Regions from separate parts of the Mus musculus genome. Here regions 2 and 3 are each linked to region 1. A link is a contact called in public HiChIP or PLAC-seq and capture Hi-C data. All regions are on one chromosome and are shown on one strand. The core of a region is the stretch at or near the end of the contact, and the rest is flanking DNA. Distances in the headings are between cores, read along the strand shown. Region 1 holds the start of Edc4 (enhancer of mRNA decapping 4). Region 2 holds the start of Ripor1 (RHO family interacting cell polarization regulator 1). Region 3 holds the start of Agrp (agouti related neuropeptide).

Region 1 (2,700 bases), core at 180-2,679:
AGATTCACTCAAGTGGCTAAGCTCGCATGTCTGCGGGCCGGGGCAGAGTTCTCTCCAGCCCCAGGGTTTTGGAACGCAGGCCTGGCCTGAAGCTTCTCTTGGACTGAAGGCTCTTCAGTCAGCTCTGTCTGATACCACCTGTGGCCTCTGCTCTGTAGATTTGGGTCTAGTAGCAGGGTAGATATTCTGTAGCAGCTAGAAAGGCCTTAGCAAATATGGCTTCCCATATTTATACCCTCTGGGTTGAAGTCCTAAATGTAGGGGCCTGCTCTATACCCAAAATAAGTGACATGCAGATGCCCACATTCCCCAAGCAAAGCGAGAGATGCTGTGCTGCCTGCTTGGGATATCAGAGCCAGGCGCCATTAGGTGGAGTATAAATTCCACACTGGAAGGAAGCAGTGTGAAGGAGTGCTCTAACTCTCCCCTCAAGACCTGTGCAGGGCATTTACACACCATCTTCCTACTTTCCACATACCCCATACACTCTTCAAATCCCAGGAAATCTTAACTAGTATGGCAGTTTCTGCCCTGTTTCTTAGTCTGGGCACAGGTCTTGCTCAGTACCGATATAGCTTTTCATCCTTGAGACCTCTGGATAGTATAAAGCTACTAAAATAGCAACTGCAAGCTAGAACCAAGCCCAGGATTTGGGGTTTAGGATTGGCTAGGCACACCTGAACATGCCCTTCTCCCTGCTCTCCTGCATTGTGAGGGGAGAGTAAAGATTTCCACATACTCCACAGGTTGCCTGGTTAGACCAGCATAGTCCTGGACGCTACACAGAAGGTTCCAGTGGGATTGATCTCTAGCTGCTGTGTATTGGGGGAAGTAGGGGTGGGAGAGAGGTAGATGCCAGCTGCCTCTTAATCCACCCTGTATAAAATCTGCAATACAGCTTCTTCCATGTACCTGTGCCTGAAATGTCTGCAATAAAGAGGTGTTTGTAAACTATGGTCTCTTTATTCCTAACGTGAAGTTACCGTGTGGGACAAGGGGTTACTGGGGACAGTTGGTAACAATGACAGTTTTGGGGGTAGAAACTATCTCCCTTGCCCTTGCATCTCCTGGGGCTAATGACCTCGAAGATGTCTTGGTCTTGCTTACTCCTAAGCGGGGGAACAGACCCTTACCAGTTCACCTTATTTAAGGTCTGAAAAGTTACTACCTGAGTGGTAAAGTTGGCTTTGTTGTACCATTATCCAGTTCATCAGAATGGCCTAGGACCTGGGTTAGATCTCCAGAGATGGTAGGGTTTTAGGCAGTCCAATGCTGAGTACATTTACTCTTTCTCAGTCTTGTGAAGTTTAGCCACTACTGGGCTAGCCAGGAGCAAGCAGCCTACGGAGGCTGCCTCTGATAGGAACTGGGGCTCCTTGAGCTCGGAACCTTTCTTCTGCGGTAGTTGTAGGTTCCGGGAGCGAAGGTCAGTGGGACCGGAAGTGGAGGCGGTTGGTGGGGTTGGCAGGGCTCACGGACGCAGTCCGGGCGGCGGTTTGCGAACTGCGGCTAGGTTTTGTGTAGTGCTCTGTCTCCTCTCTAGCGGGGTCGTGGCTGGGCGAAATTGGACACTGCGGAGGTAGAGGAACTAACGTCGGGCGAGCAGGACTCTCGTGGCTGGGCCCATGGCCTCCTGCGCGAGCATCGACATTGAGGACGCCACGCAGCATCTGCGGGACATACTCAAACTGGACCGGCCCGCCGGAGGTGAGCCGGGATGGGGTGTGTAGGCTCTTAGCGAAGTGGTGGACGTATGGCGTGGATCTGAACCGTTTTCGGGTGCCATAGGCTCCATTAGCCAGACTCGGGATCCTCCGGTTTGATTGCGGAGGACAGGAATTGGAGTCATGGATGATCCCTGGGTATATCCAGAGAATGGCGCAGACCCCTGGGTGTTACCCCTCCCCATCCTATGCCAGACCATTCTGCCTTGTTCTTAAGTGTTTTGGCTGAAGGTATGGCGCTCTCCTCGGAATCCACTCAATCCATCTGGTTTCCTTGCCTCCAAATTTCAGTGCTTTGAGAACTGGCCCCGTATCCCTCCTCGCCAGGGTTCAGAGGCCTGGTGCAGTGTCGGTTTAGCGAGTTCTAGGCCTAGAATTAAGTGATCTGCTGAAGAGCCTCTGTGCCCACCCTGCAACTTGGCTTCCCCCCAAAAGTGTATACTCCCAGGCCAGGTGTTGCTCTGAAAACGATTTTCTGGCAAAAGGTGGACAACCCCAAAAGCATGTTTCTCCTGGATTGAAGGCAGATCACAGACAGGCTCTGATGAGGTTAGATTAGGTTCCAAACGTCAGCAAGCCCATATGTTCCCAATTCATTCGAGTTTTACTTAGGCTCCCAGTATCCTCCTTGGGGCTACTCTTCCCAGATGAGAGTTCCCAGGACAGAAGGCCACCAGCATTGTAATATAATGTTATTGTAAAAGGATGGTCAGGGTACTTTGATGGGAATGGGGAAATAACGGTGAGGGAGATAGAGGGCTGGTTTGAGAGGAGACTGTTAGGGCTAGTTTGGATACTATAGACAGGAGATTGAATACCAGGAAAAGTCCTCGAGGCACTTATGTGGAAGACACATATTACAAAAAGGAAATAGTATGTATAAAAATGAGATGTTTCCGTGCGATTCAGAGACGTTTGAACATTGAGGTGGTTGACCAGAGATAATGGTGTACATACTGAGAAGTGATTCTTTTCT
Region 2 (2,700 bases), core at 193-2,692, 280 kb before region 1:
CAGTTCAAAACATTGGCTGTTTTTTCCAGAGAACCTGGATTCAATTCCCAGCACCCACAGGCCAATCACTCACAATTGTAATTCCAGTACCAGGGGATCTGACATCCTCACACAGATATACATGCAGGCAAAACACCAATGCACATAAAATAAAACTAAATAAATTAAATAAAAAATAAAAAAAAAGAGCCCGGCAGTGGTGGCGCATGCCTTTAATCCCAGCACTTGGGAGGCAGAGGCAGGTAGATCTCTGGGTGATCTCTGGGTGTTTGAGGCCAGCCTGCTCTACAGAGAGAGTTCCAGAACAGCCAGGGCTACATAGTGTTAGACCCTGTGTTTAAAAGAAAAAAAAATCCTGGGAAAGGGATGGGGGCATTCACAAGGGCATCCAGGGCTCTGGAACAAGCAAGTGTTCTGGGGGAAAAGCCTGGAGGGTTGAGAAAGAGGCTGAGGGTGTCTCTGGAAAGAGCCTAGGGGGATGAAGATGTTGGTATTCCAGAATCCTACCATATCGGGTTGTTGAGACCTACGCTCAGGATCAGTGTCAGGCTCAGAAATTCAGGCACCTCTTAAAATCCATCAGACCACCCCTGAGTATGCCTGACCTACCTCAAAAGATGAGATGTTGCAGGAAACAGGAACGCCAAGAGGTGGAGGATAGGGACAGGGGGTTGGAGAGAGCTAATAGCATCTGGTTAATAATGGGAGGGGTAGGGGATTGGAGTCAGCTTGTTGGTCAGGCCAGCTCTCTGTTACACCATAACTCATTTTTGCCTTTGACCCCCATGGCCAATGTATGTTCCCAGTACGCATACCCAGACCTTACCAGGTTAGTCACTTATATCCCAGAAACAAAATCTGTAACTCCCCAGAAAGCAGTACCCGCTGAGTGGTTACACGCTTGCCTGGCCTAGCTATGAGCCCTATTTATAAGGAAGACGTTGTCGAAAAGGCTCTCTGATCCTACAGCGGGAAACTGAGGCTGGCTGAAAAAGTGGGAAGGGATGAGGGGCAGAACTTCAACCCAGAAGGTGTGCGACGGTTAGGCCAGATTCTGGTTCCCTTATCTAAGCCTCTCCAGACCCTAAGCACTTCCTCCAACCACCCCAACTTTCCGTGTCAGCTCCAAGAACCTGTTTATGGTGACAGGAAGGGAGCCTGAGGTCTTTAGAGCTGCAGAGATCTGGGTAAGAGGCAAGTAGGAGGGGTTCCCTAGCGCCCCCTACCCCAGATTTAAGGTCTGCATGCAGTTCCCAGGAAGCTGTCCGGTTCCCGCAGACACCTTCGCTCTCCCTTCGCTCTCCCTTTCCACAAGCTGGTTGACACGGTAGGCAGACCACTCTGCCGGGTAACTCGCGAAGGCGGAGCGAGCTGTGGGCGCCCCTTCGGGGTGCGGGAGCCGGAGGGGAGCGCAGGAGGTGGGGCCCAGAGGGGCGGGGCGGGGCGGCGGAGAGGAGGGAGGGGCAGGCGCCGGCCGCGGCGACAGCGGCAGCTGCAGCGCGAGCAGGCCGGGCAACGCCGAGAGTACCGACAGCGCGAGGTCCTTGCAGCCCAGCGCAGCCATGTGAGTGTCCGCGCCGTTTCCTAAGGCCGTGGCGGGGAGAAGGGGCGAGCTGTGGATCCCGTGCGTCCTGCACCCGCGCCGCCCATCGGCTCCCGGACTTGCGACCGGGTCCCGCCTCACCCCGTTCTCGCGACCCGGATCGCGCCGTGTCTTTTCTCCCCACCCCCACCCCCACCCCGGGCACGGAGAACGCAGCTTCGCCCCACAAAAGCCGCCGCCTCCGGCTCTGCCGCGCCCGCCGCCTCCTCCCTTCCCTTCCGCGCCCAGGCCGCCACGGCAGTGCCCCGGGGCTCCACTGTGGGCAGGCCCGAGGGCGAGCCTGAGACGCCTTTCTGGGCCTGGGATTGGCTTTATCCTGGAGCCTGCGGTGCGGCAGAGGCTGATCTGGGAATGGGAACGGGGCGACAGGGTGCAGGAGACCCCCTAGATGAGCTAGCTAGTGTTCCTGGCCCTGGTCGACCTAAGCTGCTTTGGGGCCAGGCCCGAGGTGACTGAAGACTGAATTTGCCCGAGGCCACACTCTCCACCCAAACCGAAGCTGAAGCTGGAGAAGGTCGTTTTGGCGGCGGTCGACAGACCCTGTCCCTGGAAATGGAAGCTGCTATGGGGACTCAGCAAACAGTCAGAACTAAGCATCCTGTAGAACTGGTTTGGGGAAGGGGTTGTTCAACCAGGGCTAGAGCCCCGGCTATGTCAGCTTTTAGGACCCTCTGTCCTCCTATCTTAAGTTAAGTCTGAGTGTGACCTCTCTTACCGGCCCTTCCAAATCATTTCTGATGTGCGTGCAGGCTGGTCTCGTGTGTAAAATCTAATACAATAATAACGGTGTCCTGGCCACCGTCTATGTGGCTGCGTGCGTCTTGGACCTGCACATTCGACTGACATGCAGCCTTCTGAGAAGGTGTATGACCATCTGGCAGATGTAAATACTGGGCCAGAGAGGTTAGCAGCATTTTCAAGGTCACACAGCTGGGTTGGGAAGAAGCAAGAATTCACTATCCACCTCTCTAGTATTGACAGTGGGGGTTGGGAGCACTACAGCCGGACAAGGACTGCCAAGGCTCCCTCGTCTACCTCCCACACAGTCCTGGGCCCTGTGGGCAGCAGAGCGAGATGAGCAGTCCCTGGGCCTGGGT
Region 3 (2,700 bases), core at 58-2,557, 300 kb before region 1:
TAGCTGTGACGTAGGAAGGTGGAGGGTCTGGTGAAGCTAGATCCATGTACTGCTTTTTGTGAAAAATTAAAAAAAAAAAAAGCTTTGGAATGTGAGATAAAGTCAGAACGTCTGTTTCTGAAACTACTGTGCTCCAGGGTGTGATAGGGGATGGCTGCTTTCTGGAATTCCATGGGCGGAAAATTTTATAGATCTTTTTTGCTTCCCTTTTCCACAACTTCCCATACCCCCTGTGTCACCAACTCCCCTTGTCTTCTGTGTAGAGCCTCCACCTGCAGCCGGGATGCTAGGACTTAACTCTCCAAACTCCTTTAGTGTCACACAATGACAACATATGCAACTCTTGCTACTAATAGCCCTTTAAAGAATAGAATTCTAGCCAGGTGGTGGTAGTTCACGCCTTTAATCCCAGCACTTGGGAGGCAGAGGCAAGCAGATTTCTGAGTTCGAGGCCAGCCTAGTCTACAAAGTGAGTTCCAGGACAGCCAGGGCTACACAGAGAAACCCTGTCTAGAAAAAACAAAAACAAACAAAAAAAAAAAAAGAAGAAGAGAGAAAAAGAAATAGAATTCCGGTTGGAGAGATGGTTCAGCGTTAAGACTGCTCTTCTGAAGGTCCTGAGTTCACATCCCAGCAGCCACATGGTGGCTCAAAACCATCTGTAATGAGATCTAATACCCTCTTCTGGGGTGTCTGAAGACAGCTACAGTGTACAGTGTACTCAGATATAATAAATAAATAAATCTGTGGGCAGAAGCAAGCAGAGCCGGGGTGAGCAGGGCAGGCGAGAGAAGAGGGGAAAAAAAGAATAGAATTCAAGTCTTTGCCAAGCTCCCCTACAACCCAGTAGAGCAGACCTTGCCCTCAGAGTTGGACAGGGCTATAACCTTAGAAATCAGGACACACTCTCACAGAGTGAGGAGCATTACAGCCTAAGTCTTCAGGATTGAAGACGTAGCACACAAAATGCCTTCCTCCCCTTACAACAAAGCCTACCATGTGTCTGGGTCAATCTAGAAAAGGTATAAGTTGGGACAAGTTATGGCCCACCATGGAGATCCCAAATACAGTTAAAACTCCATCATAGCCCCCTGCCCCGACCCCAAACTCACCATTGTGTTGTCTGCAGTCCCAGCTCACAGATTTTGTTATATAGCCTGGAATGCTGCAAAGGTGGAAGATGGCATCTCTCATGCCATCTTTATGCTCAGTCCATTCTTGGGGAGGGGGTGGATTTGGTCAGAGTTTCCCATCAGTTCTGGAAGGTCTAGGACAGGGGAATAACTATAGACAAGAAGGAACAAAGCTGTGTTGACCTTCTCTGAGCCTGGCAGCCAAGGTGACGATAGTCTCAGTAGATAGAAAAGTTTACATGACTCAGCACAAAAGCAGGTGTTAAGGGAACTGGACCAGATTCCTCCTGCTGCCTAGGCCTGCTCAAATCCCCTCCCTTGCCTGAGGTCTTTCGTGTTAAGGGAAGAACACTATATTAGTCAGGGTTCTCTATAGCAAAAGAATTTATAGAATCTCTCTCTCTCTCTCTCTCTCTCTCTCTCTCGTGTGTGTGTGTGTGTGTGTGTGTGTGTGTGTGTATGATTTATTATAATGGCTTATAGGCAGTGGTACAAATAATCCAACAATGGTGACTATGAATGGAAAGTCTGAGAAGCTGATAGTTGCTCAGTCCATGAGACTGGATGTCTCTGCTGGTCTTCAGTAAACACTGGAATCCTGAAGATGTAGGCTGTAATGCCAGTGAAGGAATGGATTTGCTAGCCAAAGGAGAACAAGCAGGCAAAGAGCAAAGGCTTCCTTCTTCCATGTCCTTATATGGCTTCCAGCAACAGGTATGGCCCAGATTAGATCTGGATCAAAGGTGTGTCTTCCTACCTCAAAGAGCTGGATTAGAAGTAGATCTTCTCACTTCAAATTAAGCAGAAAGCCCTCACAGGTGTGCCATCTCTTTGGGGGGTTTAGTTAATTCCAGATGTAGTCAACTTGACAATCAAGAATAGCCATCACAAGCCCCAACACTAAGGCACGATCTAAGGGAACTCTGATCATAGCTGGTACACAATGACACCTTGTTGAACAACAGGGATAGGCCTTTGTCTCTCAGAAGCTCCAGTATCTGCACTCTGCTAGCTGAGTGAATGCAAGGTTTGTGACATTTTTGGAAATAACTCAGCGCTGGTTTTATGACCTTACCTGATCCTTTCTAAACACGATTCCTTGGGCCTCTGCTTCCTGTTTAGCAGTCTGCCCCTTTCCTCCCCTTCCTCACAGTAACACGTATGCTCTGGCCTAAAGCCTGAGGGCTTCCGTGCCTGGGATCTACTGTTAAAGGATTTCTTTCTATATCACGTCCTCCTCACAATCACATGACTGTGTCAGAAACTCTATACCCTGACCTGTAGGGGACAGGCCATGGATCTGTCAAAGGCTGTGTACTTAGTTGAGTTTCACTGGTAGGAAGCAAGGATACAAGAGTGATCAATGAGCTGGGTGTGGTGGTGCATGCCTTTAATCCCAGCACTCGGGAGGGGGAGGCAGAGGCAGAGGCAGAGGCAGGCGGATTTCTGAGTTCCAGGCCAGCCTGGTCTACAAAGTGAGTTTCAGGACAGCCAGGGCTATACAGAGAAACCCTGTCTTGAAAAACCAAAAAAAAAAAAAAGTGATCAGTTCAAGAACAGCAGAGTC

Evidence for each region. HiChIP or PLAC-seq counts read pairs in DNA pulled down with a chosen protein or histone mark. Capture Hi-C pulls out chosen DNA fragments and counts their contacts.
Region 2: a contact with region 1 is called in an H3K4me3 HiChIP or PLAC-seq map of the 230-238 cell line, with 26 read pairs. The contact joins the promoter of Ripor1 here to the promoter of Edc4 in region 1. A contact is called at or near these places in 16 of 39 promoter capture datasets (the 3T3-L1 cell line, the C10 cell line, the HPC-7 cell line and 9 more), 1 of 15 datasets of contacts at CTCF or cohesin (large pre-B cells), 3 of 484 Hi-C or Micro-C datasets (the G1E-ER4 cell line, double positive thymocytes and liver), 22 of 115 datasets of contacts at active chromatin or transcription factors (the 230-238 cell line, the SCID.adh cell line, bone marrow-derived macrophages and 13 more) and 5 of 9 other capture datasets (adipose tissue, embryonic stem cells, liver and 2 more).
Region 3: a contact with region 1 is called in a capture Hi-C map of macrophages, with 4 times the contacts expected there. The contact joins the promoter of Agrp here to the promoter of Edc4 in region 1. A contact is called at or near these places in 15 of 39 promoter capture datasets (the 3T3-L1 cell line, the C10 cell line, the HPC-7 cell line and 10 more), 1 of 15 datasets of contacts at CTCF or cohesin (large pre-B cells), 1 of 484 Hi-C or Micro-C datasets (nephron progenitors), 7 of 115 datasets of contacts at active chromatin or transcription factors (the 230-238 cell line, bone marrow-derived macrophages, craniofacial prominence and 3 more) and 5 of 9 other capture datasets (adipose tissue, embryonic stem cells, liver and 2 more).

Annotation. Positions count from the first base shown.
Region 1 is chr8:105,879,452-105,882,151 of GRCm38.p6, forward strand. Edc4 (enhancer of mRNA decapping 4) reads left to right here and starts at 1,430. Exons shown (of 29, transcript NM_001301100.1): 1 at 1,430-1,707. The coding sequence starts at 1,626. Nutf2 (nuclear transport factor 2) reads left to right here. Exons shown (of 5, transcript NM_026532.4): 5 at 1-951.
Region 2 is chr8:105,603,787-105,606,486 of GRCm38.p6, forward strand. It overlaps Ripor1 (RHO family interacting cell polarization regulator 1), which reads left to right and starts at 1,443. Exons shown (of 22, transcript NM_001081241.2): 1 at 1,443-1,564.
Region 3 is chr8:105,578,538-105,581,237 of GRCm38.p6, forward strand. Agrp (agouti related neuropeptide) reads right to left here and starts at 1,308. Exons shown (of 5, transcript NM_001271806.1): 1 at 1,113-1,308. The region is part of intron 3 of Gm38250 (predicted gene, 38250); the gene reads left to right.